3 separate regions of the Zea mays genome follow, and all the other regions are linked to region 2. A link is a contact called in public Hi-C data. All regions are on one chromosome and are shown on one strand. Each heading gives the region's core, a stretch centred on a gene start, on an enhancer-like site or on the middle of the called end of the contact. The rest is flanking DNA. Distances are from core to core; before and after follow the strand shown.

Region 1 (4,663 bases), core at 1,034-3,533, 130 kb after region 2:
ACTCGCCCCCACGTGTCTGGGATGTCATATTATGGTGCTGCGGCACTGTAGGTTGCGGCGGGAGGTTGAGCTAGGACGGATGTGTAGTTGGGGAATAACCATTATAATTAGGTTCTATGTATTCTGCACCGGACCGTTTGGCCAAATATGTAGACTATCCGGCTATGTGTGCGGACTGTCCGGCCGCATGGCCAGACCATTCAGGGATGTATTCGAACTGTCCGGCATGGATGGTCTGAATTGTTCGTTCAGGGTTTGTGAGAGATGTGGCGGTCCAGGTGTGGGTTTCAGTAATTCAGTTCTAAAAACGGGGTCGGCCGCCGTTGGCCCGGAAGGTCCACGCTCTCGTGCGGACGGTTCGATCGTGCGCAGATCGGTGGGTTTACCCCCAATTTGCATAGGAGGGTGTGGTTGTCTATGATATGTGTCTATCAGCATCCCGTAAAGGGGTTGTGATTGGTCATGCCAATCTGTAGCCGATGAATCGCGTGTGTTTTCTCCAGATTCAACCTTGTGCGAAGGAAAATTAGCGACAATAGATTTATCAAATGCGCGTGCTAGCCTCATATAATCATTTTTGCATATCCACAATGGTCTATTGCATTTGGTCTCGCTGCTCATCTATGTATGCTCTAAGAGATTGAATTTCATTTGTTTCGCTTACCTTGGGGGTTGCTGTAGCAGATCGAAGTGAAGCCAGATCAGTCGCCCGCTGCCGGACGACCTTGTGATTCCTATCCACTTTGAAGTTTGAAGTTGGCCAAGAATTTCGTGTGTGCTTCCTTTATCAGCTGCTCCTTGTGTTCTTCGAACTCATGCTAATCTTCAGCCGGCAGAGTTTGTATAGTCAGCTCGATGATGTTGCTGGGAGAGACGTGAGAGCTATCTTTTGAACAGACCATTAAGGACCGTTCTGATAGATCTTCACTGATTTCCCCAGCGGAGTCGCCAAAAAATGTGTTGGTACCGATCCAGGCGCCAATCACTGTGATGTGTATTGGTGACGGTGCTTTATGTGAAACGTAGACGGTCCACTGCTGAGGGTCGGACGGTCCTTGACCTGGCGTAGGGGCTAGGGTTTATGCTGACGAGTCAAACGGTCCGCGCCTGATGGCTAGATGGTCCGCGCGGGCGCAGAGGCGACGGGTCCACCAACAACACCTAGATCTCGCTCTTGGGAGGGACCCCGTCGAGGAGAGATTCTAGGGTTTGTCTTAGGGTCAGCAGGCCACCTAAGACACCTCTAAACGACGTGGAGTCTAAGAGAGACGGAGATTAGAGAGGGAAAACTATGTTACTATCTACTCCTAGAGCAAAAATGTAAAGAACGGAAAGTATATTGATTGTTTGATCGATTGTTGGTGATTGCAATCGGTCGTACCCCTTAATATATATAAGGGAGAAAGTTTGGACTCGTTACTAGGCGTCTCCCAACAACAACCGTGGATTTAGAGGATAAACTCGCACAGAAAACGATTATTTGCGTCTGATTCGATTTATTCGCGGACTGTCCACGCCTATAGATGGGCCGTCCGTGGGCCACAGCATCCGGTCCTCAAGACCGGACCGTCCGGCCGTGACCAGTGCCACAAATGCTTCTCAACATGATGTGCATCATGGTTACCCGGATGTGTGTGTTTAGTTTTCTCCATAACTTGAGCTAGTCATATTGGCTCTAGCCTTGACAAGGCAACTCGTGAGGTAAGGTCAGCAACAAAACAAACACGCCCCTCGCGTGGTCAACTGATCATGACCTTATATTGATGGCAGTTCAATAAAATAGGGATTTGCTAAATCACATGCGTCTAATTTTTGCTTTATTTTCGGGAGATAGTATCTAATCTGAATCCAACAATAAAAAGTATCCTAAACTTTATATTTTTAGGACCAAACATCTCTGTTGCTGTTAAAGGGGCGTTTGGTGTCCTGACTTTAGTAAGTGTCAAAATAAATGTTTAAATATCAATTACGAGTATTAAAAATAAGTTTAGTTATGCTTAATAATTCGTCTCGCTGTTTAGCTTTTATCTATATAATTAATTTTATAAATATTTAATACTTGTAATTCCCTTTCAAAATCTAAAGTAAACTACTGCGACCAAACATACCGGTCAGCACTCAGCCGTACAATAGGAAATGTGAAATACAGTAGGTGAGCGCAAAAGCTTGAGTACAATGGCAATACTCTACCGATATCAAACCAATGTGACGTCAATTCAAGTCTAAGGAGTACTGATATATTGAATAAAATAGTACTTATTATCACTGAGGCTAGCTACCCGCTGCGTTGACGTCCAGCTCCTGCTCGTTGGTCGCTGGTGGGCACCAGCACAAAACTGGGTCTCCTCGGTTCTTCTCCTCGCATCCAGCAGACCGCAGACGACGACTACCTCAGCCGCCTTCCAATGGCGCCCCTCTCCTGCCGCGACCTTCCCGCCCGGCTACCGACTCTTCCCCACCATGCTAGCACTCACCCACACCTCTCCTTCCTATCGGGCGGCCCAGCCCCTCGCCGATGGCGATCACTCACCACCTCAAACACTCTGCGGCTTCGCTTGGCGGCCACTAAGGACGACGCGGTCGCCTCCCTCGTCGGAAGGCTCGAGCACGACGTGGCGAACGCCCAGTACCGCGACGACGTTCTGGAAGAAGAAGACGAAGAGCAGCGGGAGGAGGAAGAAGAGGAGCAGCAGTTCCTTGACGACGACAACGCTCGGCGCCGCGGCGCGGGGAAGCATCGGGACGAGCTGCGCAGTCGGTGGCGCGAGATCCACGGGTGCGACGACTGGGCGGGGCTCCTGGACCCCATGGACCCGCTGCTGCGGTCGGAGCTGATCCGGTACGGCGAGCTGGCGCAGGCCTGCTACGACGCCTTCGACTACGACCCGTCGTCCCGCTACTGCGGCAGCTGCAAGTACTCGCGGCGCGACTTGTTCGAGCGGCTGGGCATGGCGGACGCGGCGCGCGGCTACGTGGTGTCCCGGTACCTGTTCGCGACGTCCAACATCCGGTTCCCCAACTTGTTCCCGCAGTCCCGGGCGGGCGCCAGGATCTGGAGCCAGAGCGCGAGCTGGATCGGGTACGTGGCCGTGTCCACGGACGAGGAGAGCGCGCGGCTGGGGCGGCGCGACATCGCCATCGCGTGGCGCGGCACGGTGACGCGGCTGGAATGGGTGTCGGACCTCATGGACTTCCTCCGGCCCGTGGCGGAGGAGGGCATCCCGTGCCCGGACCGGGAGGTGAAGGTGCTGGCCGGGTTCGTGGACCTGTACACGGACCGGGACCCCAGCTGCCGGTTCTGCAAGTACTCGGCGCGCGAGCAGGTCCTGACGGAGGTCCGCCGGCTGGTGGGCCGCTACACGGCGGCGGGGGAGGACGTGAGCGTGACGGTGACCGGGCACAGCCTCGGCAGCGCGCTGGCCATGCTGAGCGCCTACGACATCGCGGAGACCGGCGCGAACATGGAGGCCGCGCCCGTGTGCGTGTTCTCGTTCGGGGGCCCGCGGGTGGGCAACACGGCGTTCAAGCGGCGCTTCGAGGAGGAGCTCGGGGTGAGGGCGCTGCGGGTGGTGAACGTGCACGACAACGTGACGCGGATGCCGGGGATCCTGCTGAACGAGGGGGCGCCCGAGGTGGTGCGGCGCGTGGCGGAAGGCCTGCTGCGTGTGCCCTGGTGCTACGCCCACGTCGGCGTGGAGCTGCCGCTCGACCACAAGCGCTCGCCGTTCCTCAAGGACACGCTGGACCCCGCGTGCTACCACGACCTGGAGGCGCACCTCCACCTCATCGACGGGTAAGCAGCCACCTAACCTTAACAGTAACAGACAGCGTCGCCGTCGTCGCTTCATTGCTTGACATCTTGAGACAAGCTATCACCAGGCAGAGCGGTTGCGGCTGCGGCTGTGTCGTGCGATTAGACGGCGATATTAACTAGCGCGTCATCAGCCAGGCATGCATGCAAGGACCTAGCAATTGGGCTGACTCTGGCCTCCATTTTTTATGAGAGAGAGAGAGAGAGTGACTTGACTGTGTTTTTTTTAAACAAACGTGCGCCTTGTGCTGTGCATTATTTTTTTTCAAATATAAAAAATTGATTAGGTTTGGTTGGAGACAAATTAAATGTGTGCAAATTGTGCATGCAACGTTGCAGCCATTATATTGGTGTCGTGTCGTGTACGAATAGATTATATAGATAGATAGACTAGTTGAGACGAACATCGAATCGAATCATGGGGAAGGAGGAGCCTAGTGGCCTACATGGCATGGGCTCAAGTGCTCAACTAACAGAGTAGTAACAGATATGACAGCCTAGTCACCAGATTGCACGGAAAGGATGATGATGAACGAGGGGATCTGATCCAGTCGTACACCACCTCCAAACCGATCGGTGCAAGATGCTCAACGCACAGTTGTTTAAAGAGATTCCAGGCTTGTGAGGTTTGGAGGTAGATGACGATTTTTTTAGTGTTGATGACGAATATATGTATCAAATGCACATTTGAAGGCCCTACCGTCCACGTGGTGATCGATCTCTTTCTCCCCATCCCCTCCTCTCAGCCATAGCCATAGGTTTGATTGGTTCGGGCTTTTTCTAAGAAGCTTTTCTGAAAATCTTGTCATGAAGAGAATCTGGATATCGAGTGAATCTATCTAAGGACTTGTT
Region 2 (4,210 bases), core at 556-3,055:
CATGACCATAGAGTCTTACCCAAAAAAAAAAAAGGAGACGGACGAAATTAAATTTGCTAATAACAGATAAGTACTGCTACCGATTAAAACAGCCTGCTTTACTTAGCTCCCCCCGGAATCCTAGCGTGGTCGCGCTCAGAACGTGCAGATCTCGTCGGCGGCCGCCGCCGCCGCCTTGACCGACACGGTTCCGCCCATCGTGTTCTTGCAGTGCGCAATGGCGCCCTCGATAGCGCTCTGGAGCTCCTCCATGGACGATGCCGTGGACAACGACACCGGACCGACGCCAATGCCGCTGGCAACGGCCGGCACGTCGGGGAAGCCCACGCCGCCAGCCCCGCCAAAGGTGAGCAGACCCGAGTGGCTAGGCGACGACTGCATCGATGACGGGCAGCTCGCCGTGGCCCGCTTCTGGCGCGGGAACCAGAGGTTTCCGGAGAAGGAGCTGGAGTGCGCGTACTTGTTGCCGCCAACCTCTGCTGCCGCCTCCACCACTGCCGCGACGGCGTCGCCCTTTTTCTTGCGGATGGAGAAGGTGAAGGGCTTCTTGAACCTCTGCTGCGGTTGGCTGTTGCCGTTGACGACGTTGTTCTGGTTCTTGTTGGGGATCTGGGAGAGCCTTTCGTAGAGCGGTTTCACCTTCTTAGCGTACTTCTTGATCACCTCCTTGGCGAGCGACTTGGACGGCTGCTTCTTCGCGGCCGGAGCGCCGGCGCCGCCGCGGTGGAAGACCGAGGAGAAGCGCGTGGCGAAGGACGAGAGGTACTGCTTCCCGGTGCGCTTGGCGGGTGGCAGCAGCCCCGCGGCGGCCGACGGCGGATGCAGGTGGCGGTCGTCCTCGGTGGCGGAGCTGGGGCGAGACGACGAGGCCGCCGAGTCCGGGCCCAGGAGCGCGCCGCAGTCGGCGGAGAAGGACGACGACGTGCTGCCGTTGGAGTCGCGGGAGGAGGAGTTGGTGGAGTCGGACGCGGAGGCGGACGACGTGGACGCCGAGGACAGCAGCAGCGTGCGCACCATGGAGATGCGCGGCGATAGCTGCAGCGGCAGGAGCTGGCCCTTGTAGAAGAGCTCGTCGGCCGGGCACAGCTGCTCCGCCGACCGCTGCTTGGACGCCGGCGACAGCGTGACCGTGAACTCGAACTCCGACGACGAGGCCGAGGACGACGCCGGCGACGGGAACGACTTCGCGCCGCCCACGCCCCTGTTGCCTCTGGTCCTGCCCATGGTACGTGTGCCGTTACAGACTCATGGCGTTGGGGGAGTGACGGAGAGGCGCGGTGGAGGCGGCCAGCATAGCGAGCCAGCGAGGAGACGGAGACGGGAGGAAAGGTAAAAACTTTTCGGGGGTGGGGAACCTGACGTCTTTATGTGACTGTGAGGGGTCGCACCTGCGCCGAGTTGAGGCCGGCAGGGACGGGGGCCATGACGCTGACGGCCGCGATCGCATGTGAGCGATGACTGATCACTTTCCATAGACGCCTGGACGGGGACTCGAGTCGGCACGTAGGAGTATAGGTGTCAACTGTCAACTACGACGAAGCAAGGCAATGCTATCCACGAGCTTCACTTGTCGAAGTACTCCTGAGAGACAAAAAAAAAAGAAAAGAAAATGCGTCCTTTTTGTTCCTATAATTTTACTGAGAAGGAGATATGCATCGAATGATCGATAGCGGACGTAGCACGACAAGACTGTAGATGCAGTTGATACAGACCGGTTTGAAGCAGCCTAACAACCGCATCGTTAGACACAGACCGGTTGAAGCAGCGTAACAACCGGTGCCTGCTACACAAAGAAACCTGATTTCAAGAAGAGAGAACGCTACTATGGCCGAGGCCGACGTAGCAAGAAAAGCAGCTGCGCTTTATGAAGCTGGCATGTGGCATGCACTGCACTGCACCCACTTCCTTCTTACACCCATGAAAAGGTGGACAAGTCACTGGAGCGCAGCAACACATGCAAATTTGCAGTGGCACAGTTCCTGTTCCTGGATTCCTGCATGCAGCTACCAAGGAAAGGAACTAGCCCGTGTTTGTTTCAGCTTTTTGGAGCTTCGGCTCACCAAAAGCTGCTGCGAACTGCCAAACGCTCAGCTTTTTAGTCAGCTTCTATAAAATTCATTTGAGTAAAAGTCATTCAAAATTAACATAAACACATAATCAGTTGAGTCGTTGCAATAGTATGAATCCGTCACTTTCTATATCCTGAGTCTTATGGACACTTTTATCTTCCTCAGCACGTAATCCTAATAATACTAAGATTCTCCTCACAGCTAGATTCTCCTCACAGACAGATTCTCAGAAAAGCTGGTCAGAAAAAAGCTGAACCAAACATGCCCCTAGCCTGCTCACTTGGCATGGCAATCGCCATGCATCGTGCTGTGTCACCTGTTGAGATCCCATCCCTGTCGACGCCGGCCGCCGGCGACTTCGGTTTGCCAGAGTTGTCGTAGTTCGTCATTGTTTGTTCTTTTTTTTTTAAAAAAAATCTTCTTTCGATGCTGTTGTTTGTCCAGTCTAAATCTTCTTCGTTATTTGTCGACAGCTCTCCTGATTCTATTCGTTTAATTTCCTGCCGCCAACACACACACACACACAAAAATGCCAGGCAGTAATGAAATACGGCCGGGGCCGGGGCCGGGGCCGGGGTAGATCTCGGCAAGTCTACAGAGGTTGCCTCCATTCCACTCCTGCGACGTTGTTGAATGCCGAGCGGTCGTTCTCAATTGTTCAGTGTTTCCTCCATAAACTGTTGCAACGGCAAGGTACTGTAGCATTAACTAACCGTTGGACCATGTATTTTACTCCTCCTCCTCCTACGGACGCTACTGTTGAGAAACCTAATGGGCCTAACGGGCCAAAGAAGGCCCATATACCTGTAATCCTACTTTTAGCTTAAAATAGAGGAGTCTTCTTCACCGTGTAAATCAAGATTAAACCAAGACTAGAAAGGGTGAAATACAGCCACAAGTAATTTACTCGTTTGTCTCAAGAGTCCTTCGACTACATTTGGTAGCAAATGATCCTTAATACGTTATCGGCACACATTTATCTAAATCATGTGAAACTACACCTTCTTTTTATTTTGTTCAAGGTAATACTTTATTTATCGAAGTGTTTATTCTTCTCATGACTACTTTATTCATTTTGTAAAATGGATTGCACGAAGTAAACCTAACCATTGGATCTATCATGTGTAGCCGATCGATATTGTGAACCGTCCATTTAAGGGTGTTAGCCCGCGGTACCAAAATTGCCTCACACAGGTATCTGATGTAAAAATAGCACTTGGAAGGAAAAAAAAAGCTCAAAGTTGCCATCGGGGTTGGCAACAAAGAAGTAGCTGCTGATGAGCAGAATTACCAAGCGCTACACTTTCTTTAGCACCACCATCTCTCACCAACCGTAAAAAAATATGAATATATGGTAGAGAGAAAGGCTAACAAACTTTCAACCATGCAGAAAAATCGATTTGAAAAGATAAACAACACAATCTTTCCCTAAGCACAACAAGATTGGGCTCACCTTCGGTCCGCTGATTCCAAGACTGTGGCCGAATATAATTCGCCATTACAGTCTATTTGCACCAACCTATTCCCATGTAGTAAGAATATCATAGAAGATGAAAAGATAGAAAAGACCTTGTCCACTTTTCATTCGAATGTCACTCAAAGTGCCTGCAACTATCGTCAAGACGCTTACATGAAGTTCAATAACTTGATTGATATCATGCGAGTAAATGAGACACACGATAAAGTATCGAAGACAAACTTCAATGATTATTCCAATGGCAAAGGTATTAGCACTAAAGTTAATGCAATCTCATACAAGATATAGGAAAGCCCATTCAAAGGAAGAAGCAATTTATAGTCATGGAAAAGGCAAGAAGCAATTTATAGTCGAACATCCTCATACTCATGAGAACAAATAAAAAGAAGCTACAATAGAAGCCATACGGTCTGCAAGACCAAGCATGCTATAAATGTGGCATTTAGGGACATTGGCCCAAGGTATACCGTCTGCAAAAGCACATTGTTGAAGGATACAAGGCGAAAAACATGCACAAGAAGAAAGTTGAGGCACATTTTACCATGACTGTCAACAATGAAGTCAACTTAGAAGAGCCCATGCCTAAAGCATCTTTCCTAGCTCTTGATCTTGCAAATGAAGTAAAAATGATTTCAAAGGAAGAAAACACCTACACATATGAAGT
Region 3 (4,157 bases), core at 277-2,776, 190 kb after region 2:
CACTACCCTGCTGGGAGATGACTGTATCAGAAGAGTCATCCACATCACCCCGACCTTCACCTGGGTTAGCAGAAGTCGGGAGGCCAGATGACAGAATAGAGCAGGCTACTGATGATCCCAAGCTGACAGCTCTACTCAACCCAAAGTTGACACCAAAACGTGGCCTTGACCTCCCAGAAGGATCTGTCAATTGACTGGCTGCTGTTAAAGTGTTAGTGGCAGCAGCATTCTGTAGCACGCCATCATCTTGATCTCTTTCCCTATCTGATGAAGGTAGTGTTATCTCTTCACCGGGATGAGACTTAGGCGTTGCAAGAACATCTTCATCAGATTTTGTAGTGTGAGTGAGTGAAGGTAGGCTTGCAGTCTCCCCTCCCTTGTTACACTAGAAACATACAAATGCATCATTTAAGACTGAATCCAACAGTTTACCATAGTTTACCTAGACTGCGCTGTTCACATAGTGGAGTTTGGATATAGGTACGGGGATGGGCAGTCTAATTATAGCAGAAATGAAGACTTTGATCCAAAACTGTAACGGCAACTCAATTAAAAAACTACAGATAAATGAAGTTTAGAATTCCAACAAAGCAACATATCTAGTTCCAACAAGTTGTACTATTCATTCATAAATCATAATAGTACATTTTAGTACTCCATTTTTTTGAGGGGTAGTGCACCACAGTTCATACGCAAGGAGTTCAAAAATATTTGACATGATCGAAACTAAACAGGCAATCAAAGAGAAAGAAGATAATTTACGGAAAGAAATTTTTGTAGCACATCCAATCAAACAGAAGTTCAGAACTCAGTTTCCAAAAAAAAAATATGGTTCAGAATTCAGTTACTGCAATTTGAAACCAAATTATGGAGCCATTGAACAATCTCGAATCCCCAGAAATGCTCGCTCAGAAACCGAGGCTAGCAAACTCACAGCGACAAGATCTAACACGTATCCGCGCTCCATTTGTGAAAACACCCTTCCTTCGCCTGATTCGCCGCATTCCAACACGCACAGATTCGAAAGCACCGCGAGGGAAAGGAAACACCCTTACCTCGACGTCCACCGCCACTGCGGAAACGTCGCAATCGCAAGGCGTCGTGGAGCCACGGAAGCAGGAGGAACTCGGCAGCGGCAGCAGGCTCCTCCCCCTCCTCGCCTTCTCGCTACCATTTGGCCTCTTACCCTCGCCGCCCGCCTCCGCCGCCGTGGGCGACGTGGAGGAGGTGGTTGCCTTGCTGCTCCCAGATCCCATCACGCACCAGCCAACACCCCCCGCGCCGCGCCTACAGTTGCACGGATCGGTCCAGACCGCCCGCCATTGCTCCGCCTCCACGCCTCGCTCCCCCGGGCCAGTGCCTGGGTGCGGGTGGCCGCATGCGCGACGCCTCGGTGGGCGGGAACGGGGACCTCGGCAGCTGTAGCTTCGTTCGTCTTTCCTTCCACCGCTTCAGACGCTAGCGTAGCTTGGCTACATACACGCTAGGCGAAGAGAGAGATGGTTCGGTAAAACTACCCGATACGATGCGTCCTTGCGTTGATTGGAGTGTTGTTTGATTGAGTGGTTACTCGTCCGAATAATGGCGTGTATTGTGCACTTTCAAACTACTACTACTCTCTCTGTCTTATTAGTTGTCTTTTTAGATAATATTTTAGTCAAACTTATAAAATTTTGGCTACAAATAATTATTTTATTATGTAGTTTTAAAACACAATGTTTATATGCACCGATTTGTATTAACAAGTACTTTATAAAGTATAAATATATTAAAAATTTATTTGTATTTTAAAGAAAAAGACATTGGTCAGAGTTATATTTTGGGACCACGTCGTTGTCCTAAATGACAATTAATAGTACACCAGAGAGAGTAATAGATAGTACAACTTTGAGTGTCTTATGTCTAATTATGCGACCGTGTCCGCCGCGACAGCCCCGAGGGTATGTACAACTTTATTTACGTCACGTTTAAATGTACTAAACCTAATAGTTAAAGCAAATATAATAAGATGATGTAGATAAACTATAAGATATACATTAGGATGTTGTTTGGTTTGGTAGGATGTCACGTTATTTGATTACAATGGCAATTGATTAAGTTGTATTGCGCTTGGCCTGTTTGGTTCAGTTTTTTTCTGACCAGCTTTTCTGAGAATCTGGCTGTAGGAAGAATCTAGCTATGTAGAGAATCTGAGTATCATTAGGATTACGTGCGGAGGAAGATAAATGTGTCCATAGAACTCAGGATCTAGAAAGTGACGGATTCCTATTGTTGCAACGACTCAACCGATTATGTGTTTATGTTGATGTTGAATGGTTTGTACCCAAACGAATTTTATAGAAGCTGACTGAAAAGCTGAGCGTTTGGCAGTCCGCAGCAGCTTTTGGTGGCCAGAAGCCCCCAAAAGCTGAAACAAACAGGGCAGTTGAGTCGTTGCAATAGTAGGAATCCATCACTTTCTAGATCCTGAGTCCTATGGACACCTTTATCTTCCTCCGCACGTAATCCTAATGATACTTAGATTCTCTACACAGCCAGATTCTCGCAGCTTCTGGCCACCAAAAGCTGCTGCGGACTGCCAAACACTCAGCTTTTCAGCCAGCTTTTATAAAATTCGTTTGGGTAAAAAACATTCAAAATCAACATAAACATATAATCGGTTGAGTTGTCACAATAGTAGTAATCCGTCACTTTATAGATCCTGAGTCTCATTGATAACTTTATCTTCCTCCGCACGTAATCCTAATGATACACAGATTCTCTACAGAGCCAGATTCTCCCCACATCTAGATTTTCGAAAAAGATGGTCAGAAAAAAGCTGAACCAAACAGACCCATGTACTACCATGTAGTTGGATACGGACTTATAGAAAATGGAGTGTTATCCAATACCCCTCCCATCAAAGTGCAATAGTATAGTAGGACTTACCTGAGCTGAACCAAACAATCTAAGTAATAGCTTACTTCTTTTTCATTTGCAGCGTTATCAAATAGCGTTTACGTTACCGGTCAAATTCTACAACCAAACAATCCCTAGATTTACATTGATACAAAAGAAAGAGAAATACAGAGAGAATGGACTCCAAGAGAGATTGTGAGGGGAAGAGATGGACCAAATATTAAATGTACATCTTGTGTGATTGACTAAACTTTTTAGTTGGCTATATGTGATATGTCAACATCATAAAGCCCTGATGTGGCCTATATTATTAGACTTGCTCTTAGTTGGCTAAAAGGTTGATAGTAAAACTAGATAATTAATACACCATATGTCCCAATTTATAATTTGTTTGATTTTTTACCAAGTTTGACCATCTCATCATATTCAATTTTTTGAAAAATGGAAAATTCAAACCCATACTTAAATTATATTACATGTTAAACGATATCATTGTAAAAATTATTAATAATTATGATTTTTTAAATAAGATGAGTCGTTAAAACTTGGGGTAAAAAAGTCAAACAAATATAAATCGGAACTGAGAGAGTAAATAGTTTGCTAATTATTAGTTAACTAGGTCAGTACCCGTGCGTTGCAACGGGAACATATAATACCATGATAACTTATATACAAAATGTGTCTTATATTGTTATAAGAAAATATTTCATAATCCATTTGTGATCCTAGCCATACATAAATTTTGTTATTTTAATTTAGTTGTTTCACTACTACATTGCAACCATCAGTATCATGCAGACTTCGATATATGTCATGATTTGCATGGTCTCATTATTGGAGAGCACGTGCCACACCTGCCGGTAGAAGTTCCGTCGTACATCGTTAGTCATCAGGCACGCACCACCATACACGCTTGCTTAAACAAAAAATGCAAGTGTGTGTTTGCGAAGAGAATTAAAGGCAGGCCGGCACAAAAGGTACCCCGACGATGGCGAGTGGTCATTGTTGTCGGTCCACCTCTGCTCACCTCCGGTGTCGAGATGACGCCACAATCCTTGATATAATAGTCGTCGAACGCGCGCGATATGGTGAGTACCGATCACTCTTGGCTGGGCTGCCAAATGAAGTGCACCCCGGGCTCATCAGCGAGGTAGTACACCTGGTCGTTGCACCACAGGATGTGCTACTCCTCTACATACATCTTGTTCGAGGACACTCACACAACAAAAACAATGGTCGTCATTCCAGCGCACAAGAAT

What was found. A called contact is a pair of places that touch in the nucleus more often than the background predicts.
Region 1: a contact with region 2 is called in a Hi-C map of tassel, with 2.1 times the contacts expected there. The contact joins the promoter of LOC103635734 here to the promoter of LOC100277664 in region 2. A contact is called at or near these places in 2 of 25 Hi-C or Micro-C datasets (ear and tassel).
Region 3: a Hi-C map of leaf shows a contact between it and region 2, with 2.0 times the contacts expected there. The contact joins the promoter of LOC542182 here to the promoter of LOC100277664 in region 2. A contact is called at or near these places in 2 of 25 Hi-C or Micro-C datasets (both in leaf).

What each region holds. Positions count from the first base shown.
Region 1 is chr8:116,306,824-116,311,486 of Zm-B73-REFERENCE-NAM-5.0, reverse strand. LOC103635734 (phospholipase A1-Igamma1, chloroplastic) reads left to right here and starts at 2,283. Exons shown (of 2, transcript XM_008658116.2): 1 at 2,283-3,793. The coding sequence starts at 2,406.
Region 2 is chr8:116,437,979-116,442,188 of Zm-B73-REFERENCE-NAM-5.0, reverse strand. LOC100277664 reads right to left here and starts at 1,805. Exons shown (of 1, transcript NM_001151171.2): 1 at 1-1,805. The coding sequence starts at 1,224. The coding sequence ends at 136.
Region 3 is chr8:116,244,596-116,248,752 of Zm-B73-REFERENCE-NAM-5.0, reverse strand. LOC542182 (RING/U-box superfamily protein) reads right to left here and starts at 1,526. Exons shown (of 6, transcript NM_001305873.1): 1 at 1,056-1,526; 2 at 1-385. The coding sequence starts at 1,256.